2 separate regions of the Mus musculus genome follow, and region 2 is linked to region 1. The links are chromatin contacts, called in public Hi-C maps. All regions are on one chromosome and are shown on one strand. Each heading gives the region's core, a stretch centred on a gene start, on an enhancer-like site or on the middle of the called end of the contact. The rest is flanking DNA. Distances are from core to core; before and after follow the strand shown.

What was found. A called contact is a pair of places that touch in the nucleus more often than the background predicts.
Region 2: a Hi-C map of nephron progenitors shows a contact between it and region 1, with 3 times the contacts expected there. The contact joins two enhancer-like sites. A contact is called at or near these places in 8 of 484 Hi-C or Micro-C datasets (the C10 cell line, bone marrow-derived macrophages, double positive thymocytes and 4 more).

The regions. Positions count from the first base shown.
Region 1 is chr6:88,262,700-88,269,922 of GRCm38.p6, reverse strand. All of the region lies in intron 6 of Eefsec (eukaryotic elongation factor, selenocysteine-tRNA-specific), which reads left to right. Among named protein-coding and RNA genes, the nearest start is that of Dnajb8, 44 kb to the right of the region's middle. Within about 2 kb of position 2,637, at least 6 of the 459 cell types and tissues checked have an H3K27ac peak or open chromatin away from gene starts, as enhancers often do.
Region 2 is chr6:88,485,450-88,492,975 of GRCm38.p6, reverse strand. It overlaps Ruvbl1 (RuvB-like protein 1), which reads right to left. Exons shown (of 11, transcript NM_019685.3): 8 at 7,065-7,263; 9 at 1,358-1,460. Gm46965 reads right to left here and starts at 1,351. Exons shown (of 2, transcript XM_017321866.1): 1 at 1-1,351. Within about 2 kb of position 5,860, at least 21 of the 459 cell types and tissues checked have an H3K27ac peak or open chromatin away from gene starts, as enhancers often do.

The DNA.
Region 1 (7,223 bases), core at 1,388-3,887:
CCTCCTGACCCTTGGACACCAGAGCCCACTTCTTCCTTGAATATGTGGGCAACTATGTTGGAACCCTGGCATCAGGCACAGTGCATGCAGGGATAGGTAGCACCACAGCCAGCTTGTGTAAGCTCTGCTTACCACTGCCCATACAGACTGCCTTGTAGTGTGTCACAGAGCAATAAGGTATAGGCCTTCAAAGGAGCTCTCCGGGCCCCCTGCTTTCCCACCAATGCTGGAGCTGCCTAGGGGAGCCGTGGAAGTCTTAACAAATATGCAGGCCGTAGTACTTAGAGCCCTGTTCTGGCTCTTCTCATCGGTCTGGTTTTCCTTGTAAAAGAAAAGCAGAACTCAGAGTGAGTAAAAACTGCACTGTAGGTTAAAAGCTGGGTACAGTTCTCCCTACTGAGGGCCCTGATAGCATTTGCTGAGACAAGTTCTGATTTCTCCTCAGTTTACTGTGCTGTTAATGGCAGAGTCTGGGAGACAGGGCCACAGATAGTATATGTCATTTGGGCATAGCACTGGCCACGAGTCCCTGATAGACTAGCCACTGCTTGCCATGGAACCCTTTTCTTCAGTTTACAGATGGGACTGGAGAAGGAGCATGCCTAAGGATACCCACCCTGAGCACCAGGGAGCAACCCTAGCTGTCTCTAACACCACACTGTTAGACAGCCTGACATCATGGTGTGTGTGTGTGTGTGTGTGTGTGTGTGTGTGTGTGTGTGTGTGTGTGTGTGTGTGTAAAAAGATGGTCCAGATACAGGGGTTTTGGTTTTCATTGGACACAGTTATTTTATGGATATCCTGACTTAATGGGGATATTGCATTAATCCTGCTGTCTTCATGATGTGGTCAGGAGTGGGCCTGTGTTCCACTTCCTGCAAGAGCAGGAAGCAGACTTCTAGTGCAGGGCTGGGGCTGACACAGCCAAGCCAAGTTGTTCTTCAGAACCCACAGAGAGGTAGACAGTACTCTGTACTAGCGGAGCCAAGGGACACCAGCATAGGACATACAAGGTCCCTGCCAGAGACCTGAGCCAAGAGGACACAAACATATATTTATTGAGAGCAGGCTGTGCAGCTGCTGGGCAATATCCTCAGATTATAGCAACTAGTAGGCTGCAATGACTTCTGACAGGGCTGTCACAGAAGAGAGAGAGAGATTTGTATTGTTTCTGTGTGCCATGCCTCTACCCCACGTCCCTCAGTATCCCAGTCCTCATGCCCAGATCACGGAAGATGGTGCAAGCAACTGGTAAGTCGCTGTTGTGCTCTTCAGTAAGCACTAGTAAGGATCTGGTTTCCTGGGTTTGGACCTCAAGGCCAAGAAATCTGAGGTTAAAGGTCACAGGCTCCAAACACCCCTTTCTTTGTGTGTACCCTAGTATGTGGTAGCATATGACTCCTAATAACCCATACTGTCCTGACAATCCAAGGTTATAGTGAAGGTAGTGCTCTTTGAATTTAGAGAATCATTGAGTTAAGGGGGCCACATTGCACACAGCAGACCTAGAGGAGTCACTCTGAGCCAGAAGGCATCATACAGCATATGGGAGGCAGAGGCAGCGACAGGAGCACTTTATCTGAGGAGCCTGTCTATGGCTCCACTTCTAACCACTGTGTCCTGGGAACTGGAGGGACAAGCCTGACCACTAAAACAAGGGCTTCAGCAGAGGTGGCACATTTTATCAGTAGAGGAAGCCATGTCCCATGACAAGAGCCACCCTCTCACCCCACTCCCTTACGGTGGGAGGCAGGCAAGTGCCCAGGCCACAATGTTCTCCTGTCTAACCTTACCCTAGTACACCAATTACCATCCATGGTAACAAGATATCAGAGGAAAATGCCTCTCTCTCTCTCTGTGTGTACACTGCATGATAGGGAATGAAGTTGGACAGGAAGTGATAGACCCATCTCCTTCAGAGCACACTGGTTCCTGTCCTGATTCCTCTGGCCCCTCACTAGCCCTAACTACGCGGCACTGGGTAGAAAGGAGAGGCATTGCTTGCTAGTGGAGGCAGAGCTGTCTTTGTTCTCCAGGACCTTGCCAGCACAGCACGCTGTCCCTCAGGCTCTGTAACTGATCCCAGAGATGATCCTACGTCCCTTCAAAAATAGCCTTCTCATAGCACTGGCCAGGCTTCGAAGGTCCAGACTGGAATCCAGATCTTGACAATGGCTGTTGTTTTGGTGCTGTGCTAGACTGGAACCAAGATGCCACAGAGCACACATTAGGTCCCCAGTGAGGAGCCCAACCATCTGTGGCCCTTAAGCTCCCAAGAGCTTCTAGAAAGGCCCAAATGTGAGAAGTATTCCACATCAGAGGCCTGCCTGAGGGCCTCCATATATGTGAGTAACTCCACTAGCTGTGATGAACCACAACTTGGAGCCATAAGGACAAACCTCAGCTGGGTCAGAGCACAGTGTGGTATTTTGGAAAATGTCACATGTCAGTAGACAAGAGCCACTTTAGACCATCAGCCACTATGCTGCATGGTTCTATAAGAGGTCGAGATAGCTGCTGTGAAGGCAAGAGGTTGGAACACACGGGCCATTTGGGGAGAAGAACCAAGGCATGGTCACTGAGGGGTACTGCCCTCCAGACCTGCTTTGGGAACAAGGACCCATGTGCTCTCAGTACGAGGAGACCTAGCTGAAGTGGAAACTGAAGGGTTCTTTGGAGAGTCAGTTATGTTGGAAGGTGTGTTGCCAGGGCAAACACATGAAAGAGTGTTTTCCCAGAATGAACAGAGGTGAAAGACTAAGGCAGACTCATGAAGGAACATTTCACTGAAGCAGACACAGGCAGGAGGATGTTCTGTTAAAGCAAACATGTGAAAGGACATATGATGAAGGATTCTTTGCTAATACTACACCGTGTATCAGTCCAATTTACACTGCATAGTTGAGCTGCATTTGTCAGGACTCTATGGACTCAGGCTGATTGGATGCATGTGCTGAGGCAAGACCTGTGCTGAGGCGAGGCACGTGGAGGACACATGATGTTTGGAGGGTGTAAATAGGACTCCACGGAGTGATGGAGACAGAGCTTGGCTTGCAGGTACAGCTAGCTATACAATGCTTATGGGTCTCACATCTTTGCGATCTTCGATTCCCTAAGAAAGGCACAGCTGAGAACTTTTCCTGGTGTTCCTCTGGGTCCCTCCTGCTGACTGGAGCCGAGGCTGAGGCCTAACTCTCTCTGCTAGGTCATATCACCACTGTTGCTAACCCGACTCTACAGAACTGGACTGCTAATGTATCCATGAAGTGTTTGTGAGTGGATCGAGCTGCCACTGCCAACCTATGAACTGAACTGCTGGTTTCCAGACAACACAGACAAGAGTTACTCTAAAGAACCTTTCTAAACAGGTCCCCTTCCCCCATGTCCTTTCTTTTCCACTACCTCTTGTGGGTGGTAGGCTACAAGGGAGGTTAAAGCGTTTAAGAACCATCATTAAAAATAAGGTTTGAAAAAAATTAAAGTTGCACCTAGCCTTGGCAGTTATGGCAGGAAAGCAGGCTGGAGTGTCAGTGTCCCAATGAGACATACCACTTCAAGCCACAGCCAGGTCTGAGATACTCCCTAGAGGCTACACAGGTATAGCCAATCATCTTACACAGAGCATTGACTGTGTGATTAGACACCCTGGGTGGCAGGCAAATGGCGATGAGGGATAAGCTGTCAGCCCGCAGCTTCAGGAGCATAGATGTGGACCATGCTGCCATGCCACCCCTGCCCTTCATCTGCCAGCCACAGAGGACAGTATATCGGTCACCTGGGCTTGTTTTTCCCTCTGCTCTGGCAGCAGAGCTGATACAGTAATCAGGATGCCACATATGGGCCCTGGAAAATGACTGCTCCTGAGCCTTTGTTCAGTCTCATTATTCTCTATGGCTTTTTCCCCCAAGTCATAAAAATGACGTTTTTAATATGTGGATTTTTTTTAAAAAAGAAAAAGAAAAAGCAATATGAAGGTAATATGAAGATGACTTTTATTGTCAATAGCTCTACCTTTTAAACCAGTTATCGTAATTTCTGCTCTAGGTATTTTAATTGAAGATTAACTTATGTTAAAGAGTGTACATGTGGAGGGTGAGAGCATTAAAATTCTGCCTTCCTGAGTGGTGGGGGAAAATACTTCTTGGGAAGCCATCAGGACCCTGCCCTCAACCCCTCCGGCATTAGGGCTGCCTTTCCTTAATCTTTCCCACTTACCAGGAAAATATAGGTCCTCAGAACCTGTAGATTGGAGCAGACCACACCATAGCCAGCACTGCCCCTAAGCACAAGGAAGGGAAGGTGGAAGAGGTGTACAAAGTGTTGAAGGCATTGATCTAAATGAGGAAGTCCACCCTGTGGTCCTGGGCAACTTCCTGAGTGTCTCTGGCCCTCAGTTTCCTGGCATATGAATGGTCTAGAAGTGGCTGCAGTTAAGGTATGACTGTCTGGAACATAGTCACCATGCAGTGAGCATTTTCTCTGACTGGCCCAGAGATCTGTTGACAGTGGGGCACTAACTAAGCTTTCTGTGGCCAGTAAGATGGTCTTCCTTCAAGGTCCCTCTAGGTAGCACTTAGCTAATTTCAAAACAACTTTCCCCACATGGGGACACCCAGCAGCCCTCAGATGCAGCCAAACAACATTTCCCCATGGTGACCCAGAGTGTAGAAGCCTAATTCCCAAAAGTCTCTGTAGAGATGTCCTGAAGCCTAGACCTCCCTGGTGACAGTAAAGCAGTAAAGGATCTGGCCTGCCTTGAGCACCAGGCTGCAGTGGGCACTTCATAAGCACAGCCCTGGACCATAGCTGTGAGCCCTTACCTGCCTGGGTAGTGGCTCACCTGTGGGATACCCATGTGGCACTGGCTAGGTAAGAGGACATGTGAGGGGATGCTGGAATGGCAGTATCAGAAGTGACATGAGATTAACATCCCATGGACCCATTAAATAGGAGGTATTCAGCCACCAGCACACTTCTTGCAACCCTGCCCTGCAGAGACCACTCATCTCTCTCCCTTTTTCATTCTTACTACCTACCCACCCCACTTAGCTTGGTCATGGTTCTATCCCACTCCCAACACACCTCAGCTCTGTGCCCATGCTGCCCCACTGCCCTCTCACCCCGTCCATCCAACACCATGGCCCACTGCCTAAAAGGTGTGGGCATCCCCACCTGGCAACTCTGATTGAGCCTGAGGGGAGGGGACAGATAGATCTGGGACTCCCTCCTTATCCTCGCCCCAAAGGGCTCCAAGTCTGGGTGGATATGGCCAGCAGAGTTGGAAGAGCTCCTGTTTTCCAGGACTCCCCCTTCCTCATCTGCTGCTGCAGTCAGAAGCTATGCTCCTCACCCCCAGCCTCTGTGGGTTTAGAGGCTGTCTGGAACAGAACCATACTCAGGAACCCTTCTGCTGGTTCCAGGCAAGCTGAAAGGACTAATATGGCCTTGCTGAAGTCTCAGAGGAAAGTTCAGGGCCTTGATCCCAGGAGGAAGACTACCAAGGTACAACACTCCTCTTATTGAAAGTCTAGGCAGAAGGCACTAAGGCAGTTGCCATAATCAATCCAGTGAGGGAGCCCAGCAGAGACTGGAACTGAGGCAGCTGAAGCATGAGAAAGGTTCTGTAGGAGGCAGGCAATGTGGTACCTAGGCATTATAGACCATCTGAGCACATGTGGGGATCTAGAGATTTCTTCAGGAGAGGCTGAACTGGGAGAGATGGTTAAGATTTGTTCTAAAAGGATTTTGGACAGCACAGAGGTGAATAAGCAGAGAGGGGCTTGCAACAGTGACTGGGAAGTTCACATAGACTAAACCATGGCCCAATCAACAGGACCTGCACTGAAGAGGCCCTGGAACCTTTAAGGAGCATATGTTAGCCCTCACTGTGCACAGGGGCTTGGGGTAGGATTGCCAGAAAGTCCAGGGTTCCATGTTGCACATGAAGTGCCTCCTTGTCAGTGAGGACCTGGACCTGGGGATGTCTTAGTGCCAACACATGCTTCAAGGAGCTGCAGTTACCTCATGGGGTGGCAACCTCTCAGGATCAAGTAGTAGGAAGCTGGCCTTAGGTGGTTGACAGCTCAATGGCTGACAGAAAATGTCTCCCTAGGCTGCCCTCCATAGGCAAAGCCTCCATCTGAGTCTCAAGACCAAGTCATTTCCTGTCTGGATTAGAGTGATTTTGGTTTTCTTTTTTAGAAAGCTTATACATACTATGCCATTTTTCCTCCGCACACACCCCTATCTCCAAAGTACCTCAATCTCCAAAGCTGGGCTGCATTGCGTCTTCAGTTAACTTGGTGCGGGAATATCTCTGCAAAGGGTCCTTTTTTGTTTTTGAAGAATTCATTGTTGTTGCTAAGAAGCTTAATATAAATTAAAGAAGGAATTAGGCAACATTAAGACATCAAAATGGGCATGCAGGGCCCGTTGCCTCTGTTTCCTCCCAATCAAAGAGGTATGCGAGCCATCAAGTGTGCTCCAGAGCCTCAGAGGGACTTGGTTCTGTGGTTACACAGCCTGCCTGCCACCCCCTCCCCTAATTCCTTTTGTTACTGGGACAGCAGAATACAGTTCTGCTTCTTTCTTTAAAAAAAAATTAATCACCTTATCTCTTTAAAGCAAATTGCATCTTTGTTTACATACATGACCGTTGCAGAGAAGGAAAGAGGGAAAGCAGGGAGCTGGTACCACAGCTGGCAGGGATAGGCTTGTGAGTCTGTGAGCACAGGGCCTCACCTAAACACACAGCAGGTAGACGCAGTCACTCCCACACAAGTTCAGAGGGAGCCCAGGAGGAAGTGGATTTCTCTCCCCAGATCTGTCCTTCTGCCTGTCCCCAGCCAGGTGAGGAGCTGATGACAGTCTGTTGTGGCAGACAGGAGAACCACATTCAGATTCAGCTTCATCACACAGCTCAATGGAGAACATACACCTTGGCTCACCTCATCTGGACCCCTGCAAATCCTGTGTAACAGAAGCCTCCTGTCTATCAGATGTTACTGTCAGACCAGCCCAAGCCTTATAGCCAGCACCCTGACTCCACCCAATTAGCTTCTACCTTTGCCAGCAGCAGCAGCAGGCCCCTGTGCAGAAGCACGTCACTTCTGCTCAGAGTTCTGTTGAGCATGGCCCCGTGTCTTGTCCAGCTACAAGCCTGTTGAACTTGGACCCTGTGGCTATCCAGCTGCCAGCCCAGCAGTCCTTACCAGGATGCTGCC
Region 2 (7,526 bases), core at 4,611-7,110, 220 kb before region 1:
CTCCCACAGGTGCCCAGTTGCTTGAGCCACTAGGCCAGCAAAGGGAAGCCACAGAACGGTGGGTGTCACTTCTTGGCAGGACTAAAGCTTTGAGCTCAACAGCAAGCACTTCCTGATCTGCACGGTGGCTTTGCTCCTGCTCCTGCTCAGCGGCCACCTAGCACTGGCCTGGTAGGCAATGGGCCATTTCAAGACATGGGGCCCAGGGGGAGGAAGCTGGCCCAGTGAGTCCCTCTAAGGAGATAATGGGACCCCCGAGTCTTTCCTATCTTTCTTCACCCCAAGCCCATCAAGAGTAAGCTACCTACTCTGTTCTGTCTCCTTCGTGATACACTATAGAGCTCAAAGTTCAAAGGACAGGGCTAGATGACAAGCCAAAGCCAAGAAACCATGTCCACAATAACCCTCTCCTTACTTAAGTTGATTCCCTCAGGTACTGACCGTCACAGGAATGGAGGAGACGTTAGACAGGCCATGGAGCTGACTTCCTAAATAAGGTTCACAAGTGGCACTATGACCTTTAACAGCTGGTCTGGGAGAAGAGAGATTTGCTGGTATGTCACCATGAATCCCTGAGTGCTATTAATGAGAAATACTGGCAAGGCCACACTGCACGGGCCATAGGAGAGCACACAGTTTCAGAGAAGAGCCACAGCCACCACAATGCTCCAGCCACTGTCCTAGCCACTCGCTGGCATTATATATAACACTGAGACATCTGTGTGCTACGCTTAGTATGCTCATCTATCTGGGTTCCTGTTTGTTCTGTTAAAAGTCTAGCCTAGCTTCCACCTCACTGTGTGGCTGAGGAGGACCCTCCACCTCAATTTCTCAAGTGCTGGCCAAGTACAGGAAAGCTTCACCAAGTTGAGTTTATGTGGCACTGGGGACCAAAACCGAGGCTTAGTGCATGCTGGAAAAAAATCAGTCTAGCAACAAGGTACAGGCCCAGAATGTTTGTGTTTGCTTGTTTGTTTCCTTTTGAGACAGGATCTCACTATGCCTAAAACCTGTGATCCTCCTGCCTCAGCCTCCTGAGTGCTGGAACTGCAGGTGTGCATTACCATACCAAGCAACTACATCATACTTCCTTGCTCCTTTCTTCAGGCTGAGGGCATCTGGTGACCACTAAGCCCATGTTTTCTTTCCTCCCTTTCCTCAAGCTCACCAGAAATAGCTGGGCAAGACCATGGGCTCTAATCTAACCATCTAAGAATGTCCACTCAGAAGAACCCATCTGTCAGAGCCTCAAGGACACTGGGATTTGCTCAGAAGAGTGAGCAGAGCAAGGCCTAGGCTAGCCAAGTGGTCAGAAGCGGGTAGAAAGGGGGGGGAGAGCATGAGATTCCGGGCTTACCTGCTTCATCTCCTGTGGCGTGTATAGCATGGTCCTGATGATCATCACCCTGTCTAGCAGATCCAACGGGATGCCGTGTGGAGAAGTGATGTCCTCAGTGCCCCTGCAAGGGCCAAAATCACTCCCATCACCCAAAAAATGCTTACATCTTGGACAACAGACACATGAGTGGAGGCACTCACAGTACAAGTAGGTAGCTAGCATCCCTGAGTATCAGAGCCAGGTGGCCCTGGGCAACAGCTTTATTATCCCAGTTCGGGAAGGGAACACACCGAAACCAAATCCAAAATCAAACAGACCCATCTATTTGCTAAACCTTCAAAGAGTATTTTATAATTATACCGCTAATGTATACATTTTTCTGTTTTGTCTGTTGCTTTAGTCTTAATAGCCAGACCTAATTTCCACTTGACAGCACACATTCATGAATTGCCTCCTCTGAAATGATCACCAGGCTTGAGCATCCCAGAGATCTACTGCGTGGATGACTGTGCCAACCTGCACAGCTACGTGAGGGGCCTGGTCTCAGCACCACAGGCAGCACCGAACATTTTAATTCCTAAATATTTGCTGCTTTAATAATTTAGAAAAAGAAAAGGGAACACCTTGATTGAGTTGCATTTCCTTGCTTACTAATGAGGCACAAATGTTTCCCCTCACATCCATGCTTTTCTTCCTGAGAATTGTCCAATTACATCCTTTGTTTTTCTTTTCAACCTTTAGCCAAGCCCTAGTCAACAGCCAGGAGAGGAAGCCTGCCAACCTGCCAGCCTGTGCCAGCCGCCTGACGGGACATATGCTGGGCAGACGCTGGTGCCCTACAGCCAGCCCAGCCACAGCACGGGACGCTGAGCAACTGTGGGGCTCTGCATCAAGCCATCCTGACCCAGGCGGCCATCAGTCTCCCTAACAGCCATCACAACTGCAAGAAATAACACAACTGATTAGAATAACAGAGAGCGAGGCATGCCATTTCAATTTAGTTGTTAATATCAAAATATTTGGTTTCAGGGCTGGCGACATGGTCCAGCAGGCAAAGGTGCTTAAAGCCCAATAGTCTGAGTTCAATTCAGAGACCCCCACATGTGTGCAGTGCCGTGGGCGTGAGCGTGTGCACACTGACAAAAAAGGGAGAAGAAAAAAGATTCAAGCAAGCAAAAAATAAATAAATAAATAAATAAATAATCAATTTTTAAATTCTTTCCATACAGGTGAGTATCAGTGTATATTTATTATAAAATTAAGTGAAAGTAAATTGTATGGCAGGATAAACTTGAAACACGGTAGTAAACAACCAGACACAGAGGCCAATGGGTATCAGACTGCATGCCAGGAAAACAAAGTGGCCGTGCACAGAAGGTAGTCAGAGGCGATGCAGCCTGAGCAGGGAGGATGGGACTGGATGCTAATCGGGGCCACAGCAGTCTTGGTTTTGAGGTGAGGAAAAGGTTCTGGAAACAGGCGCTGGAGGACAACTCTGTGTCGAGGGCTCTGTGTAAGCTCTGTGTCACTGCTCCTGAAGAGGCCCTGTGATTTGGTTTTCCTAGCACCCACGTGGTGGCTCACAGCTGACCATAACTCCAACTTCAGGGGGTCTAATGCCTTCTTCTGGCCTCCACAGGCTCATGCATGCATGTGGTGCACAGACATGCACACATGTATCTTTATACACATAAGGTATATATATAAAAAAAAGAATATATCCTTTAAAAAGCTTGGAACTATAGATAGCACTGATGGTTGTGTCGTATGTCAATGAGTTTTACAGTTGGAAACGGGTCAAACGGTAAATGTTAGGACTGGGCTGCTCAGCAGAGTGCTTGCCTAACAAGCATGGCACTCTAGGCCTGATCCTCAGCACAGCACGAGACCGGCCATGAAGAACAAGCCTGTGCTACTACCGCGCCTCAGGAGGAGCAGGAGTTCAAGGTTACCATTAAGCTATACAAGAATAATAAGAGAGAATTGTAACATGACAAGTTTTATCAGGATTCAAATCACAGTACTTAGAATAGCTACCATCTTCTTTAAAAAAAAAAAGTTTAAAAATGATGTTTAAATTTTTGTTACTGAATACCCTTTCAACTCTTCTTAAAGTTTATTGTGGGTAGTGGGGAAGGCCAGAATTCTGAGGACATCTTAATATCTGAAATCTGCCATGTTGAAGTAGCCTAAAACCAAAAATAGTCAAATTTCCACAGTCTTTGATTTAAACATGATAAAAAAACACAAGAAATTCACTGGAAATCTATGTGAGAAATGAAGTCCCCAGCCCCAAAAGAACAGAACTTACACAGATGGGGTAACGAGCTTTCTTATAGATGAGTTCATAAAGCTAAAATGTAAACCAACAGCCCACTCAGTTACTAAGGGCTGCCAAGCACGACTTAGTCATCCAGGCTGAGTCTCAAGCATAAAGATGCTTCTGGAAAACACGGTCATGGGCAACAATTTACAGAATCCCATCCGAGATGAGCAAAGCGCAGAGACCCTGCTCAGTGGCAGCTCCCCCTACCCCAACCCCCGACCAAGGAACGGAGGGGCCACACCTTATCACAGATTTGTTAAGGAATGGATTTTGGATAGTGGGCTTCCAGGCAGACAGTCCGGGGTGTGAGCCCACAGGGCAATGCTCCTTGAGCTTAAGTATGGCGCCTCTGCAGAGATAAGGCAGGGCCTCTGGAAACATAGCTTGTGCTTGAGCAAGTGACGCACCCCCTCTTTAACACTCTTCCATTGGAAACTCTGGGCTCTTGTACTGGGCCACTGTTGACTCCTAGACCCCTCATGTTCTGTCAGAGGCTGTCGTATGCACTGTGAGATGCTGTGTGACACCCACAGCATTGAGTCATGAGAAATAAAACCGTCTACAGATATCACCAAATGTTCACAGGTAACAATGCACTTGATGGAGGATCAGTGCCTGCTACTCTCTGTAATCCATAATGACAGAGACAACTAAGAATGTGGTAAACACCTGGGCAATTTAATGGGCAGTTCCCTGACACGTGCCTGAGCCTGGCTGGCCCAGTAGACACAATGAGACATTTCTAAAGGGCAGCCGTATGCTTGGCTGCAATGCAACTTGGTAAGAAAAATGGTCATTCTGGGCTGAGGAGAGGCTCGCTAAGTAAAAGATCCTACTGCTCTTCCAGAGGACCCAAGTTAGGTTTCCAGCACCACTACCAGGGACTCACAACCTCCTGTAACTGTCCCAGGGGATCCAACATCCTCTGACCTCCATGGCACTTGTACACACATATGTGGTGCATACAAATGCATGCAAGGACAGTCATCTCAACAAATGGCTCTATGACAGCTGGACATCTATATCTATGTCTAGATGTAGAATCGGCCCTTCTTTGACCATGCTCAAAATTAATCCCAATTGACTTACAAACCCAGAGCCGAATTATAAATTCTTGGGAGAAAACAAAGGCATGTGCCTGTGGTCTCAGGTTAGACAGTGCTCCTTATGTAAGAACAAAGCACAAAGCAGGCAGACTGCACTTCAAAGTAGCCTGGAATTTGTTCCTGGGGGCAGGGGCTGAAGACCAAGGACTTATACATGCAAGGTAAGTGCTCCACTGAGCTGAACTCCTACCCTAAAGATTAAGAGTTTTGAATAAAAATTTTAAACTGTGTCAAAAGACTGCCAAAAAAATTGATTAAGACTACCCAAAGAATAGTAGAAAATACTCAAATACATTCATGTAATGTTCAAACATTATTGATGTACATAATAATTTACTACTCAAGAGTAAAGGCAAACAAGCAAAACAGAAACTGGGCACATCTGTAACCCCACAAGTTGAAAAGCAGGAAGATTAGACGTCTAAGGTCAACCTAGGGAGCCTAGTGTCCCCTGAGGCCAGCTCTGCACCATGCCATGCAACACTTTATACCTACTCACTGCCCAGCTGGGTTGAGGGCATCATGTGGGCTTTCCAGCAAGCTAAGTGGCAGCCCTTGCGGCTTGCAGTCTACCACCGGGAGACAGCCTCATCTGTCCTTGGGTGGCAGGGTGTCCTGACACCACTCCATAGGGGCTCATACAGACTTTAGAACCCTGACAAGGAGCAAGCCCTCAACATGTCAGATATAATGCTGATGGTGCAAGAGGTTGGCAGCTCCTCCAGGGAGAAGGCTATGACGACTTGTTACAGATTGTCACACTGTGTAGATATTCCTAAAGTTCTGACTTTTAGCATCCTAACCACACTAGTGTACTCTGGAGCTCAGTCTTCACCCAAATCCAAGCCACATGCCTACGTGGTGAGAGCCCAGGCCCTGCTTGCCCAAGTCAATGGGAGCAGCAGTGTGGTGGGTCTCCTGCGGATGATGTCAGCACGACGGAGCTGGTACTCAGCACCAACCCACTCTGTAGAGTTCATGCAGCTGGCTAGAGCTTGGTTCTCACAAGCAGGCTGGGATCAAGGGCTCCTTCCTCTTGAGAAAGCCCTGGCAACGGGGTCCAAGAGCTGCCAGCCTCTGTTGGCACCCGCTGGTTTCAGTTAGCTCTGTTGGCAGAGCTCCCAGCAGGGGGCACCATGTGTCCATACTGAGCCCAGATGAAGCTGTGCAAGAAAGCAAGTGTCCAGCAGAGCCACAGGTGCCAGGCTTCCGGAGCCAGGCCCACATGGAGTCTATAGACGCTGACTGGGGGCCCTGAGTCTCCCCAGCAGCCGGCCTGGACCTGGCACAGCAGCTTCCCCAAGACTACAGGACACACCTGTGATATGTTCCTATCCAGATGGCATCACGGGGTGCCAGAACACACAATGCCACCATCTACACTTGAACCATAAACATATCCCAACTAGAGTGCATAGGGGACACAACTGAGGGTGGCTGCTGTTGTAATGCACTACGCTCACAGCAAATACCAGACTACTTACTCCCCAGGGCCACCAGCACCCGGTGTGGACAATCTCAGTGTGTAGACTAAGTTTCTCCAGCAAGGGCCAGTGGCATTCTATATGGTCCACCATCATGGACAGGCAAGCCAGCAGTCTGGGTGGCTTCGGCTGTCCTGAATACTCGAGGGCCATAGGACCATAGTGTCTCCAGTGACCACTGTCAAGATCACACAGCCCCAGGGCACTGTCTCTTGGAACAGCTGTGGGCTTGAAAAGAAGCCCTTTACATCCCAGCACTGCAGAGACCAGCCCTGACTGTCCCACAGGACCACAGAAAACCTCTAGGGCACTAAAACCGCACATGAGAACCTGACATGGGCCTCAGACAAAAGCTGGTACATTCTCTGCAGCTCAGGCTCAGAGTACTTAGGAAAAAGTGAGTCTGGAAAACCCCTCCACCCCAGCATTGGGGCTGTATTAACACAGGAGAGACTGTACGAAGACCCACTCTCCAGGGCTCTACTGAACCTCTCAAGAAAGGTCTGGGGTGGGAAGAGTTACACCATTCAGTTCCCTCACCTGAAGTGAAGCTAGCAATACCTATCCCTCTGCAGGAGACAGGAAGTTAGCTAGCTCATGACATCCCACTAAAGACCAGCCCCTATGCGACCATTACTTCGCACACTCCATAGCCCAAAAGACCCCTGGGAAGACCTTCCTCATCAGAACAACCCAAGACACATCCTTGCTTCTTCCCCATCTGCCTCATGGCATGCAGGCATGCGAACCAAGGAGAACACTCGTTCAGAAGGAAGGTGGGAAGCCTTGGAGCAGGCGTGAGGCCCTACCTGATGACACAGTTGCCTCGGTTGGATGCAAAGATGACAATGGGGGCGATGGAGGACTCCAGGGCTCGGTGCAGGTAGGTAAAGCACTCGATATCCAGCATGTGGACCTCATCGACAAAAAGCACTCCAGGGACCAGCTCGGCCACACCCTGGTCAATGTATTTGTTCACCACTTTGTTGATCTCCCCTCGAAGTTTATCTAGATGTGGGATGGCAGGGTCAGCACCAGCAAATAGCTCCCGCTCTGAGCTCGGACTTCCACCCAAACCCACCCTACACCTGTTTCCCCAACTGTGAGGCCCCAGCAGGCCCTGGCCCCATTCCAGCTTCAGTTACATCATCTAAAACAGGAACAAACACACCTAAAGGCCACAGAACTGGCAGCTTTCCCTAAAGTTGTTTGGCTAACCCCAAGTGGGTTGTGCACAGGAAGGCCATGACCTCCTCACACGCCCCACCCTG